Linked DNA regions of Ovis aries: region 1 is linked to region 2. A link is a contact called in public Hi-C data. All regions are on one chromosome and are shown on one strand. The core of a region is the stretch at or near the end of the contact, and the rest is flanking DNA. Distances in the headings are between cores, read along the strand shown.

Region 1 (6,875 bases), core at 3,187-5,686, 210 kb before region 2:
CCCTGTGTCTCCTGCGTTGGCAGGCGGATTCTTTACCACTAGTGCCCCATGGGAAACCCCAAAGCCTTATTGGGGCTTATGCCATTGCAGATGCCATTGCAATGCATTCTTTCTTTTTTTTTTTTTTTCAATTATTCTCTTTTTAAAACAAATCTTAAAATTAAAAAAAAAATCTAACTATATTTAAACAAATACTTTAATGTTGATATTAGCACATGATTTTTTTTCCTTTCTCTTCATTTTTTGTTTTCTTAAGTGTTTGGAAGAGGGGAAGAGATGAATATCTCCAACCCAATGAAATGAAAATCTTTAAAATGGGTCTGATTTATTTAACACTGTACTTTAATCATTTAAAGCAATTTTCCCTACACCTCACAATTCCTTTGCCCCAAAACAAAGAAAGTAACCCTGCTCCCTTTACTTGATTCTGATGGAGGAGAGAGATAGTAGCAAATTGACAAAATATAACATTTATTTGTACTTTAAGTTTTTGAGAGGATAACTCCCAGCTTTACCAATCAAGAACTAATTCTATCTGTCTGAGATTAATTCCCTCTTGGATAGGTAGCTACTTGGGTAGCTTTGTTAGGCAATGAATAAGAGAAGAGATGTACAAGACCATTATCTTCACTTATCAACTGCTCCAACCTCAAGTCCTAGATTCCAGAGCTATAACTTCAGCTTCATTCTCATCCTCATCCTTATTGTCATATCGTCATCTCTGTTTAGATATAGCTTGGGTTTCTCCCTCTCTACAATTCAATCCTAGGATACAGTTGGGTAGCAATGGGAAAGTCTTTTATAGCAATATTTAGTAACATTTTGTATTTGTTTGTATTAAAGTCAGTAGATCTAAATGTTTTTTCTGGGTTGGCTTTCAGTGTCTCAAGATGTTCCTTTCCTCTTGCCTTTGCTGACTTCTTTTGGTTCTCTTATTTTAAGTTGTGGCTAGCATCATACTCTATCCTTTAGGCGTGCATGCCTGCTTAGTTGCTTAGTTGTGCAGTGACTCTTTGTGACCCTATGGATCGTAGCCTGTCAGGCTTCTCTGTCCATGGGAAATTTCCCAGCAGGAATACTGGAATGGGTTGCCATTTCCTCCTTCAGTAAAGCTTTTTTAAATATTTAAAATTTTGAATTTATAAATTTTATTTGTATTATCCATGTTTTTTTCTAGGTTAAATATAATTTTGGTGATAGAGACCAGGTTCACTTCAATATAGATGCTCTTTCAGAGTCCACTTAGACATTTCATCATATTAATTTAGCAAAAGAGCCACAAAATAAAAGCTGCAATGAACCATGGATGTAGAAAAAATATCTGCTTCCCAGCTATTTTTGGTTTGGACAAGGTTTAGGCAAGCACTTTGTTAAGGCACAGACAGTCTGGACTTGGAGATCATGTGAGCCTGTGCAAGAGAACACAGAGCAATTGGCAATTAGAGCAATATTAAAATATAATGCATCAAATACATTTTCATTCTTTCTTTGGATCACAAAGAACACAAACAAACCCCAAAACACTTTGTGATTTGTGGTTACTTCATTTAATCTTTCTTGAGTTTCATATTTCCTCCTCTATACAACAGGAATGTCATTAAGTTCAGGCATTTTTAAATGATTAAGTGCATAAAGGGATGAAAAGTAGCCAGCGTGTGCAAACAACAGGACTTTAATTTAAATGATAGATATATAGATAGGTAAGTAGATAGAAAAAACTTTCCTACATGTGGAGTTCTGGAGCTTTCTGGTCATTTCTTTAGGCATGCCCATTTAACGTTTTACATTGTTTTAAGCTTTATACCGCAAATGTCCTCGCCTATACTTGTTTGTTAAATGTTTATAAAAAGCTTAGTATCTTTTAACCTGAAGCTTTTTATATCTGTTACAAAGGAAACGCCACTCAGGGAAAAAGTCAAGGCTCACACTATCAGTGATCAGATAACGTTGCTGAAGTTTGGGCGAGGCACTTTGTTAACGCACAGACAGTCTGGACTTGAAGATCAGGCGAGCCTGTGCAAGGGAACACATGCGCCTAACGCTCTGAGGGCAGCCAATCAAGAGAGCGTCTTGGCGCCACACCCACCTGCCCACTGCTTGTTCCAGGGACTGGAGCCAACCTGTCTCCTTTTCTACCACGCTGAGCTGCTGTGAGTGAATTCTTCCTGGAAATCCCTGCAACTCTGATGCACACGCAGTATAACCATACAGGCCACTACAAAGCCTGTTTCATATTTTTTAAAATTACTCTTAACTCCTGATTGCTTTAAGTTTGTGTCTGTCTGTTAACCTGAAAAATCAGTTCAAACATACATTATAAGCATCACACTTCCCTTTTGCAATTATTATTAATACTTAAAATTTTGCAGTTCTCTGAAAGGCACAGCAGTGCAGATTGATTTGGCTGTCTTGGCAAATATTTCTGGTAAAAATAGACTTCATTTGTATTCTATATAAGATAGTAAACATTTCTCCACTTTTGTTTATATGTTATTTACACCTTGAGCAATGCGATGCAAATGTACTCATCTTATATCTTTTTTAAAGTTAGACTTTACTATAGAATTTTTAGAAGACTGCCATGTCATAGTTGTTCATCCACTGCTTGATCGGTTTGACTACTTCTAAAGCTCTTATAGGCATCTAAGTCCTTTACATGTTTTGCAGGATAGAATGAATGTGCAGAATACTTTTTAGTAATTGTAATACAAGACAAATTGTGCTGTGGCATTTAACACTTTGAGGCTTCCCAGATGGCTCAGTGATAAAGAATCTCCCTGCCAGTGCTGGAGACCCAGGAGACTTGGGTTCAATCCCTGGATGGGGAAGATCCCCTCTAGAAGCAAATGGCAACCCACTCCAGTAATCATGCCTGAAAAATCCCATGGATAGAGGAGCCTGATGGACTATAGTCCATAGGGTCTCAAAGAGTCGGACACGACTGAGCACAGCACACATTTAACACTTAAAGATAGAACTCTATTCCATAGAATAACAAACTGAATTATTTGAGCACTATCAAGTATTTTGTTTTTGAGAAAAGCTTAAACTGTGAGCCTAATTTAAATTGTATGCTCTTCATCTGTCTAACATATAAATGTAGATTGTGCTTGTGTGTGTTTTTGTGTGTCTGTGAGAGAGGGGGATGGAAGAAGGAGGGATGAGTAGAAGGAAGCATTAGAAGTATTCAGAGAAATAATCCAATATAGACAGTGAATTGGAGGGTTTGGGTTATGAGCCCATTTCTCAGATGTAAAGTGGAGTGTATACAGTTAATTATCTCTCCTGGCTAATTCAAGTTCTTTACATTTAAAAAGACATTTGAAAGTATTCTGAGCATTTTGTCAAAGAAAATACAACATCCAAAGTGATTTCATTATTCGTGTTATTTTACTTGCATACCTGAACACATCTTTTTAATAGCTTTATTTAAAATATAATTTATGTACCATAAAGTTCTCCCATTTAAAGTGTATAAGTCCATGTTGCTAGTGTATTTACTCAGCTGTACAACCATCACCATAATGTAATTTTTGAACATTTCCATCACCATCCCCTCCAAAATCATCTCCATTCTCCTGCCTCCCCTAGTCCCCAGCACTAGGTAATCATTAATCTACTCTCTGTCCCTAAGGTTTGCCTATTAGTGGACATTTTATGCAAAGGAAATAATAGGATGTGCATCTTCTGTGACTGGCTTCTTTCACTTAGCATAACAATACACTTCCAGGCTGTCTGGCTTCAACATTCTGCCTCTGAGGATAAAATGTTACTTTGCATTTCTTGATGAGTTTGAGGATTGAATATAACTTGCATTAAGGCAAAAATTAGAAACTAGTTAGAGCAAGAGGGCTTTTCTCAACTACATAAGCCAATCCATTTCACCAAAGTTAAAATACCAGATTGTGCAAGCTCAAGCTGCAGAAAAACGTGTGTCCATGGGTCCTTAGATTGACGTTGTCCAGGAGAATTGGCGGGGGAGGGGGCAAACAGAAAACAAAACAGACACTGCAAGTTACAAACAGAAGCCATCAAAAGAAGCTGGGTATTGCCCAAATGTAGTTTAACAACTTAACTTCCCTTTCTTAGAAAACAGATGATTACAGAGTATTTCACATAAAGCCATAAAAACCTTTGTTTGGTGTTTGTATAGGGGACCCAAGAGAGCCAGACCCCTTAGGAAAAGCAAATTGCCCTCCTAGAGAAAGTAAAATTTTTCCTTCTGCCCTTTCCCCTTCTTCTCCCTTGCAGAGTTGAACCGCATTTCAGTTTGCTCAAATATTTGAAAGTGAATTTAGTATCCTCCCCCCAACTTATGATTTTATAGCCAATAGGTGATGAGGTTTATTTGCATATTTCCAATCACATAAGCAGCCGTGGAGTGGAAACAGTGTCAGACTCATTTTCTCCTCCCCCACCTCCTCCTCCTCCGGGGAAACCTGCCGCTTCTAGCTCCCCACCCTCCCCTTTAAAGGGTGACTTGCTCCGCGCCAGACCGCTGCTCCAGCCTGCTGCCGCCTCGGGCTCAGCGGCTCTACTGCTCTGTCCGCGCTCGCGCCCGGTGCCCCGCATCTCCTACGGAGGGACATCCCCCGAGATGGAGAGCAAGGTCCTGCTTCTGCTGGCTCTGAGCGTGTGGCTGCAGAGTCTGACCGTCTCCCGCGGAGGGCTGGTCGCCGCCGACAGTAAGTTTTTTGCGCGCAGACTCCCCACTTGCAGAATAGGCTCAGTGGCCATTTGCACACGTTGTGAGGATGAGAAGGAAAGAAAGTAGGAAGGGGCTGCGATGAGCACCGGGGCCTCTCCTAGCCCGAGCGCTTGCCTCAGATAGGGTCGCGGGGGTGGGATCTGGAAGGAGCACGGAGGAGACTTTTCCTCCGATCTCTTTGGGGCGGCTCCCAACTCCCCTTTCTCTCTTTCGCGCGCAGTCCTCTCTACTCCAGCTGCGGCTGAGTTCCCTGGAGCCTGGGCTCTACAGGGAAATGAGCCGGGTAGGTCCGGTAGAGTGTGAGGGGCGGGGCCCGGAGGCGGGAGGAAGGGCTCTGCCCGCGGTGACCTGCTTTAACCTCTCCTCTTGCAGGGGCCCTGGAATGAAATGAAGGGGGCCAAGGTGACCCTGGCTTGGCCTTGGTCGCAGCTCAGCCCCAGCCAGTGAGAGCGCGAGTAAAAAGTGGCCCCTTCTGGAGAAGCCGGCCCGTAGTGGAGCGGGGGGAGGCACTGACCCCAACCCTGGACACTCTTGCTCTCCACGTGGAGGGACGTGGAGGAGAGGACGCGGGGCGCGAAGTCCTGGGCACGCGGGGTCCTGCACGCACTGGCGCGTCGGGGAAGCTGTCCATTTTCCACTCTTGTACCCTCGGCTTTACTTAGCTGCCAGCAAACCTGGTGAAGGGTTGACCACCGCTCCCCTCACCCCCACCCCCCGCCGTGAAAAACGTGGCAGAGCGACCAGCAATCTGACCGCTGACTTGGAGATTGCCAGGTTTGCGCTTGGCTACCCTTACTGTCCTCGGACTGTTCTCGGAGCTGAGCCCGACTCGGGCGCCCTGCCCCGCGGTGCGGTCCGAGCTCTTGGGGCTTCTTGGGCGCCACGGGGAGGCCACTGGCGGAACCCCAGTCACCGCTCACCAGGGATAAGGCGTCCAGGCCAGATGTGAGTTTATTGCAGGGAAGAAGAGCGCCCAGCCCGAGACCTGCCCACAATAGAGGCAGCCTGTGTAACTTGAGCCTTGGTTCAGCTAACACACAGCAGAACTAAAAAGGTAGCTGAAGCAAGTCATAAAAAGAGGCAACGTTTTCTTTTCTCTTTGGTGGAATTGCAGTTGGGGCGTGTCTCCTGGATGTGCTTTCAGGCGGCACGTCCTGCAGTGGCTCATTTTATAGTGAAGTTTGTCTCTGACTTTGCTACTAAGTTTGTCCCTGACTTTGCTATTTCAGCACAGAGTTGTGAAATAACATTTTTAATTTATTTAAGTCGGAGTAAAGTTGCTTTACCATGTTTTGTTAGTTTCTGATGTACATGAAATAGCATTTTTCATAGGTTAAAAAAAGGAAAGCTGATAAAAGTATCTTTTCTGTCAGATCAGTTTGAGAACACTGGAGGTTCAATTTGTTGTTGTTCAGTCGCTAAGTCGTGTCTGACTCTTTGCAACCCCACGGACTGCAGCACACCAGGCTTCCCTGTCCTTCACCATCTCCCGGAGTTTGCTTATACTAGTGTCCAGGGAGTTGGTGATGCCATCCAACCATCTCATCCTCTGTTGTCCCCTTCTCCTCCTGCCTTCAGTCTATCCCAGCATCAGGAGAAAGGAGACTCAGGAGACATGGGTTTGATCCCTGGGTCGGGAAAATTCCCTGGAGGAGGGCATGGCAACCCAGCCGGGTATTCTTGCCGGGAAAATCCCATGGATGGTGGAATCCAGCAGGCTAGGGCCCATGGGGTCCCACAGAGTCCTACAGAACTAGGGCGACTGACCAGACACACAGGCAAACATCTTACCAAGTAGCATGTGTGTTTTACACTATCTGAGAAAATGGTTGGAACAAAGTCCAAATTCTTGTTTCAGATAGTACATCACGGGATAATGTTACTTAGACCAGAAACACACACAAATAAGTGTCATTCACAGTTTTACAGTTTTTGTCAGACTCCCTGAGAGATTCAGGACCCTAAATTACTGGGCTAGTAAGTGTCACCTGTCTGGATTTTGCTTCTTCAGTCCTAAAATGAGGAATTTAGACCAGACTCAAAATCCTCTTAGACCCTTTAATTCCTTACTCTTCCATGCAAATAGACACAAGTGATTAAGGAATTAAATTGGATTTTAATCAATCTGTTTTTCCTAGCTATAAATGCTTTGTAAGGGAGGAATCAT
Region 2 (7,498 bases), core at 1,634-4,133:
ACTCAGTCGTGTCTGACTCTTTGCGACTCCATGAATTGCAGCACACCAGGCCTCCCTGTCCATCACCATCTCCCGGAAATCACTCAAACTCCTGTTCATAGACTCAGTGATGCCATCTAGCCATCTCATCCTCCGTCATCCCCTTCACCTCCTGTCCCCAATCCCTCCCAGTATCAGAGTCTTTTCCAATGAGTCAACTCTTCGCATGAGGTGGCCAAAGTATTGGAGCTTCAGCTTTAGCATCAGTCTTTCCAAAGAATACCTAGGACTGATCGCCTTTAGAATGGACTGGTTGGATCTCCTTGCAGTCCAAGAGACTCTCAAGAGTCTTCTCCAACACCACAGTTCAAAAGCATCAGTTCTTCGGTGCTCAGCTTTCTTCACAGTCCAACTTTCACATCCATACATGACTACTGGAAAAACCATAGCCTTGACTAGATGGACCTTTGTTGGCAATGTCTCTGCTTTTGAATATGCTATCTAGGTTGGTCATAACTTTCCTTCCAAGGAGTAAGCGTCTTTCAATTTCATGGCTGCAGTCACCATCTGCTGTGATTTTGGAGCCCAAAAAAATGAAGTCTGACACTGTTTCCACTATTTCCCCATCTATTTGCCATGAAGTGATGGGACCAGGTGCCATGATCTTCGTTTTCTGAATGTTGAGCTTTAAGCCAACTTTTTCACTCTCCTCTTTCACTTTCCTCAAGAGGCTTTTAGTTCCTCTTCACTTTCTGCCTTAAGGGTGGTGTCATCTGCATATCTGAGGTTATTGATATTTCTCCTGGCAATCTTGATTCCAGCTTGTGCTTCTACTAGCCCAGCATTTCTCATGATGTACTCTGAGTATAAGTTAAATAAGCAGGGTGACAATATACAGCCTTGACATACTCCTTTTCCTATTTGGAACCAGTCTGTTGTTCCATGTCCAGTTCTAACTGTTGCTTCCTGACCTGCATACAGGTTTCTCAAAAGGCAGGTCAGGTGGTCTGGTATTCCCATCTCTTGAAGAATTTTCCACAATTTATTGTGATCCATTGTCAAAGGCTTTGGCATAGTCAATGAAGCAGAAATAGATGTCTTTCTGGAACTCTCTTACTTTTTAGATGGCCCAGTGATTCCTGGTCAAGGAGAAGAAAATGGCAACTCACTTCAGTATTCTTGCCTGGAGAATCCCATGGACAGAGGAACCTGGCAGACTACAGTCCATGGGGTCGCAAGAGTCAGACACAACTTAGTGACTAAACCACCACCACCGCCACCAAGGAATTAGATCCCACACGCTACAACTGGGAGTTCACATGCTGCAAGTAAGACCCAGAACTAATACAGCAATATAAAGCAATTATACTCCAATCATAATAATAATAATAAAGACCCAGGGGGCTCTGCTGGTGACTCAGTGGTAGAGCATCCCCCTGCCAGTGCAGGAGACATCAATTTGATCCCTCACCCAGGAAGATCCCATGTTGCAGAGCAGCTTAGCTCGTGAGCCACAGCTACTGGGCCCACATGTCCTAGAGCCCGTGCTCTGCAGGGAAAGAAACCACTGCAATGACAATCCTGCACCCTGCAACTATTACTCTCTAAGTAGCCCGTGCACAGTAACAAAGACACAGCATTAACAAAAAATCCTTACTCTCCTTGATATAGGACCAGGCATGGGGTTCAATGCTTCAGATATTTCTCATACTGACACTTATGCCTGACTCTTCCAATAAATCTCTCTCTTTCTGGGCACTACCTCTCATGTGGGTTGGCCCACTGTCTTCGCAAACCACTGGGGGAATAAAGAAGTTTTCATCTTTCTTGCTGAGGCTTATTGAGCTTCTGCTTGGAATTCACTCTGCTACAGAACAGGCTCTGGAATGGAGAACATAGGGATCCCAAGACTCAACTATTCCTTGGGCCTACTGGCATTTTTCCTTTGGTAATTTGAAGACATATCTCCATGCATTTAATGGCATACTTTTACATGCTCAAATGAAGTTGCTATGTATAAGAATTAAAGCAACTCATAACAGTGAAAGCGTATTTCTAAACTAAGAAAATGAATTAGCAGCTGAGATAGTCAAAGCTAAGAAACCTCAGTGATTTCTTTACCTCCTTGAAGGTAAAATATCCTAGACTCTTGGAGGGGAAAGAAAGTGAACGTGGGCCCAGTTCTTCCCAGGGTATGAGGTTTTGTAGGCTACTTCTGAAAAATCTCAATTGGTCAAAGCTACAGAAGAATAAAATTGAGGATGAATTCCCCAAAATCAGTAACACTGGCCTGATTCTCCTGGGAGCCCAAGAAGCCCGCTAGCTGTTTGAGGCTCCTTCTAAACTCTGTGACCTGTTTGGGCCAGACACCCACTACCAACTCTCTTGGCTGTGTGACACAGCTTCCTGGTGGCCTCCAGCCACCAGACACAGCCCAGTCCACTGAGCAGAGCCTGGAAACGTCTCAAGGGAAACAAACCACAGCCCCATAAACAGATTATAGTAGCTTTTAACTTGAGTTAGCACCATGTTTGTTCTATTCAAACTTCGCAACAGTCAATTCTGCAGACTCCCAGAGAATGTCGCATGGATGCTCTCATTCTCATTCTGGGTTTAAGTGTCTCAGTTGAGCAAGCCCCAGGGGTGGTTTTGCTAGAATAATTCCCTACTGACCTCTCCAAGCCAGAGACAGGCCCTGCAAAAGTTCTCTCTAGGAAATGATTTTCCCAACATTCTAGAATCCACTTTTCCTGCATTGTGTTAATGGGTGTGGAATGAAAGCGACACAAGGGGACTTCCCTGGTGATCCATTAGTTATGAACCCGCCTCTCAACACAGGGGACACAGGTTCAGTTCCTGGTCTGGGAAGACACCACATGCCACAGAGCAACAAAGCCCGAGGGTCTCAGCTGCTGAAGCCCATACGCCCAGAGCCTGTGCTCCAAAACTAGAGAAGCCACCACAGTGAGAACCCTGCGCCCTGCAACAGAGAGTGGCCTCTGCTCGCTGCAGCTAAAAAGCAAGCCTGAGCAAAATGACGAAGACCCCGTACAGCCAGTAATAAACACACAAGAAAGTGAAGTGAAGTCACTCAGTCATGTCTGATTCTTTGCGACCCCATGGACTGTAGCCTATCACGCTCCTCCTTCCGTGGGATTTTCCAGGCAAGAGGAGTACTGGAGTGGGCTGCCATTTCCTTCTCCAGAGGATCTTCCTAACCCAGGATTGAACCCGGGTCTCCCGCACTGTAGGCAGATGCTTTACCATCTGAGCCACCAGGGAAATACATAAATAAATACAATTTAAAAAAAGAATGCCCACTCTAGGTTAGGCACCACTAGGGAGTCCATGCGGCACAATGGAAGATCTGATGTGTCCCAGGCAAGACCCAGTGCAGCCAAATAAATAAATACATAAAAATAAGTAAATAATGGACATGAGCTTGAGTAAGTTCTGGGAGTTGGTGATGGACAGGGAAGCCTGGTGTGCTGTAGTCCATGGGGTTGCAAAGAGTCAGACAAGACTGAGCAACTGAACTGAGCTGAACAACAAAAAAATATGCAATAGAGACCTTATTTTATTTTGTTTATTTTTTTAATTTAAATTTATTTATTTTAATTGGAGGCTAATTACTTTACAATATTGTATTGGTTTTGCCATACATCAACATGAATCTGCCACGGGTGTACACGTGTTCCCCATCCTGAACTTCCCTCCCACCTCCCTTCCTGTACCATCCCTCTGGGTCATCCCAGTGCACCAGCCCCAAGCATCCTGTATCCTGCATCGAACCTGGACTGGTGATTAGTTTCTTATATTATAGAGACCTTATTTTAAAAACAGAAAAAGAAAGAAAGTGACACAGGCATTTGGAATGCTATGAAGTTGTGGCTGCCAGCTTCCGAGGCTGGAAGGTGCTTTAAGGACACGCTGAAACATACAAGCTGATCCACGTGCTCGCCCTGCCCCCTAGCACTGTATGACCTACCGGTTTACCTCTTCCCAAGACCATTTCCGGTGCGACCCCATGTTCATTTCAGCCTCTTAGTAAATGAGCCAAATCCACTCATTCATACTCTCCTTTGTGTCATTTGCTCATCAGATGCTTTTTGAGCACCTTCTATGTCCAAAGCACTGGCCAGGTGCAGTGAGGAACTCGGGGGTGGTCCCCCAAGCACCAGAGAGTCCTGCCAGCTTCACCATCTCCTCCCTATTAGGCTGCAACACAGCCAGCACCATACCCCCTGCTACTGTCCACAATTCCCTGTCTGAATTAAGTTTATCTTTGATAGGAGTTTTAGAGACTTTATCCTTACTAGAAGGGTAAAAGGGGCATTCCTAAAATCAGCAGAGTGCTGTTCTAGGAAAATAAAAGTCCAGGTTAGATAAATGCTGCTGGGTGTCAGGAGCTGTGTGCAGGTAGAGAAATTACCCGGAGGGAAACGTGCTCCTCAGCTGTTCACAGGGGGTCAATACAGGCCCATGTGCTGACTTACCAAGGCGGGCTTTCCTTTTTTTAATGTTTATTTATTTGGCTGTGCCAGGTCTTAGGCATCCCAGGTTGCACTAGTGATAAAGAACTCACCTACCAATGCAGGAGATGTAAGAGACTCGGGTTCGATCTCTGGGCCAGAAGATCCCCTGGAGAAGGGCATGGAAACCCACTCCAGTATTCTTGCCTGAAGAATCCCACAGACAGAGAAGCATGGCAGGCTACAGTCCATGGGGTCACAAAGAGTCAGACACGATTGAAGTGTCTTAGCACGCATGCATGCCAGGTTGCAGCATGTGGGATCTAGTTCCCTGACTGGGGATTGAACTCAGGGCCTCTACACTGGGAGCACAGAGTTCTAGCCACTGGACCACCAGGGACCTCCCAAGAGTGGGCTTCCTAAGAAAGATGGTGGGGCCAGGAATTTTCAAATCGGACGCATGCTGTTTGTTCCAGACCTGACTTCCCCAGCTCCTTCTCCTGAGCCTACTGGATGACAGAGTTATTTGACAGTTTTGATTTTTTTTTCTTTTAATTGGAGGATATTTGCTTTATAAAATTGTGTTGGTTTCTGCCACACATCAACATGAATCAGCCAGAAGCATACATATGTCCCCCTTCTCTTGAACCTCCCTGCCACCTCCCACCCCATCCCACCCCTAAAGGTGATCACAGAGCACCAGTGTGAGCTCCCTGCATCATATGGCAAAGCTCTACTGGCTATCTAATTTTACACACGGTAATGTGTATGTTTCAGCGCCGCTCTCTCAATTCATCCCAGTCTCTCCTTCCCCTACTGTGTCCATATGTCTGTGTCTCCACTGCCGCCCTGCAAACAGGTTCATCAGTATCGTCTCTCTAGAGCCCATATATATGCATTAAGATATGATACTTGTCTTTCTTTTTCTTACTTCACTCTTCATAATAGGCTCTAGGTTCATCCACCTCATTAGAACTGAGTCAAATACTCCCTTTTATATTCCTTTTTATGGCTGAGCAATATTCCATTGTGCATACATACTGCAACTTGTTTATCCAGTTATCTGTCATTGGACACAGAGGCTGCTTCCAAGTCTTAGCTATTGTAAATAGTGCTTCAGTGAACATTGGGCTACATGTGTCTTTTTCAAATATGGTTTTCTCAGAGTTTATGCCCAGTAGCGGGATTGCTGGGTCATATGGTGGTTTTATTCTTAGCTTTTCAAGGAATCTCCATACTGTTCTCCATAGTGGCTGTACTGATTTGCATTCCCATCAACAGTGCAAGAGAGTTCCCTTTTCTCCACACCCTCTTCATTGGCTGGATTTTTGAGTGCTCAGGCTATCTACCTCTAAACTAGATACCAAGAAAATTTCAGCAATTAGACGTCCCACTTCCAGGCTGGGAAGAGCCCAGACAGTGAGGTGTACAGAGAAGATCCACAGGTACATATAAACTTGCAATCAAACACGGGGGCTGCCGGCAACCCCAAGAAGAAGGAAATCTCATTGTCAGGAACGCTTTGTTGGGAATAACTGCAAGTGAAAATCTTAGAATTCAGTTGGGACTGCTGAGGCAACACCGTGGGTGTTTTTGCATGTATGATACCATTAAACCCCAGCACATGGCCTGAAGGAAGATGTTACCCCTTTTCCTCAGGAGAAAACTGAGGTGCAGGGGACTTCCCTGGTGGTCCAGTTGTTAAGAATCCACCATGCAATGCAGGGGATGTGGGTTCGATCCCTGGTCGGGAAGCTAGGATCCCACATGCCGCAGGGCAACTAGTCACACACACGGCAACTGCAGAGCCTGTGTGCTGAAAATAAGGTTCGACGCAGTCAAATAATTAGAAACAGGAAAACCTACAAACTGAGGAGCAGTTTAAAAAAAAAGTTTGCACATTTCTGTCTCCCTACTTATAGCCTTCTCTTCAACACTCCAGCCCTTAAAGAGAGGCATCAAGGTGCTGGTGAGTTTCTTCATCATCCTGTAGCCTGTCCCCATGTCCACTAAATCAAGCCTTCATATGGTCCTGGTGACCCCAACATGTCCCTGTAATGATATCCTTTGGCTCTTCTTCCTGCCTGGCCTTTCCATGGCATCCGATGTCCTGACTACCACTTCCTTGAACTGTCTTCTTTCTCAGCTTCAGGCAAACTCCATGTTTTCGGGGCTCACTTATGCTGTTCTATTTCCCCCTCTTTGCCTGTACGACTGACTGGCCTCTAAGGTAAAATCCGCACCGCCCCCTCATCCTGCTCCTCCTTTATTTTCACTCTTGGTCAAAGGCTTCACCATAGAAACCATCTCCCAAATTGAAGACACACGGCCACATTTTTGGACACCTCCTTCTATTCCTCACTAACGGTGTTCATCTTAACAAAGTCCCATAATTCTCCTTTCACTCATCCCATCTCCTCTGTCATCTTTGCTTCTGCCCCCTTTCAGGTCCTTCCCCTTTCTCACGTGTAATGAAGACATTCCAAGCAGGTATTCCTGCTCAGAGGGTCTCCCCACCTCATAGAACCTCCACATGTTTGTCAGAGAGATCTTTTAAAAATGTAAACATGGCCATGTCAGGATATGAATAAAACCCCTTAATAATCCCAGCTGACCATGGATTAATGTCCAAACTCCCTGGTCTGGCCTTTCAGGCTCTTGACAAAGGAACCCCCCTGTGCTTTGCTGGTTGCCTCTAGCCTCTCCCACCACTCACCTGGCCTTCCTGACCATCAGAAGGACCTGACCCTCCTCAAAAGCCATGTCCCCTTGCTCTGCTGCTCACCTTCCCTTTATGAGAAACACACTCCTCACCCTCTCCCAGGGCCAACTCAAATATCACCTCCCCTGGCCAAGTCTCCCTCTCCAAGGATGGTTGAACTTGGGTGCCTTTCCTGGCCCCATAGCACTTTCATCCTTCCGCTGATAGAGCCCCACTCCAAACTCCACTTTAATATTGAGTTAGTGGGGGGACTTCCCTAACGGTCCAGAGGCTCAGACTCCAAGCTCCCAATGCAGCGGGCCTGGGTTCAATCCCTGGTCAGGGA

The links. Hi-C and Micro-C count contacts between places; a contact is called where the count stands out from the background.
Region 1: a contact with region 2 is called in a Hi-C map of omental adipose tissue, with 4 times the contacts expected there. The contact joins the promoter of LPL here to the enhancer-like site in region 2. A contact is called at or near these places in 7 of 16 Hi-C or Micro-C datasets (blood, hypothalamus, liver and 4 more).

What each region holds. Positions count from the first base shown.
Region 1 is chr2:45,939,670-45,946,544 of ARS-UI_Ramb_v3.0, reverse strand. It overlaps LPL (lipoprotein lipase), which reads left to right and starts at 4,436. Exons shown (of 10, transcript NM_001009394.1): 1 at 4,436-4,685. The coding sequence starts at 4,598.
Region 2 is chr2:45,726,371-45,733,868 of ARS-UI_Ramb_v3.0, reverse strand. No RefSeq gene overlaps it. Among named protein-coding and RNA genes, the nearest start is that of SLC18A1, 77 kb to the right of the region's middle. Within about 2 kb of position 2,883, at least 2 of the 54 cell types and tissues checked have an H3K27ac peak or open chromatin away from gene starts, as enhancers often do.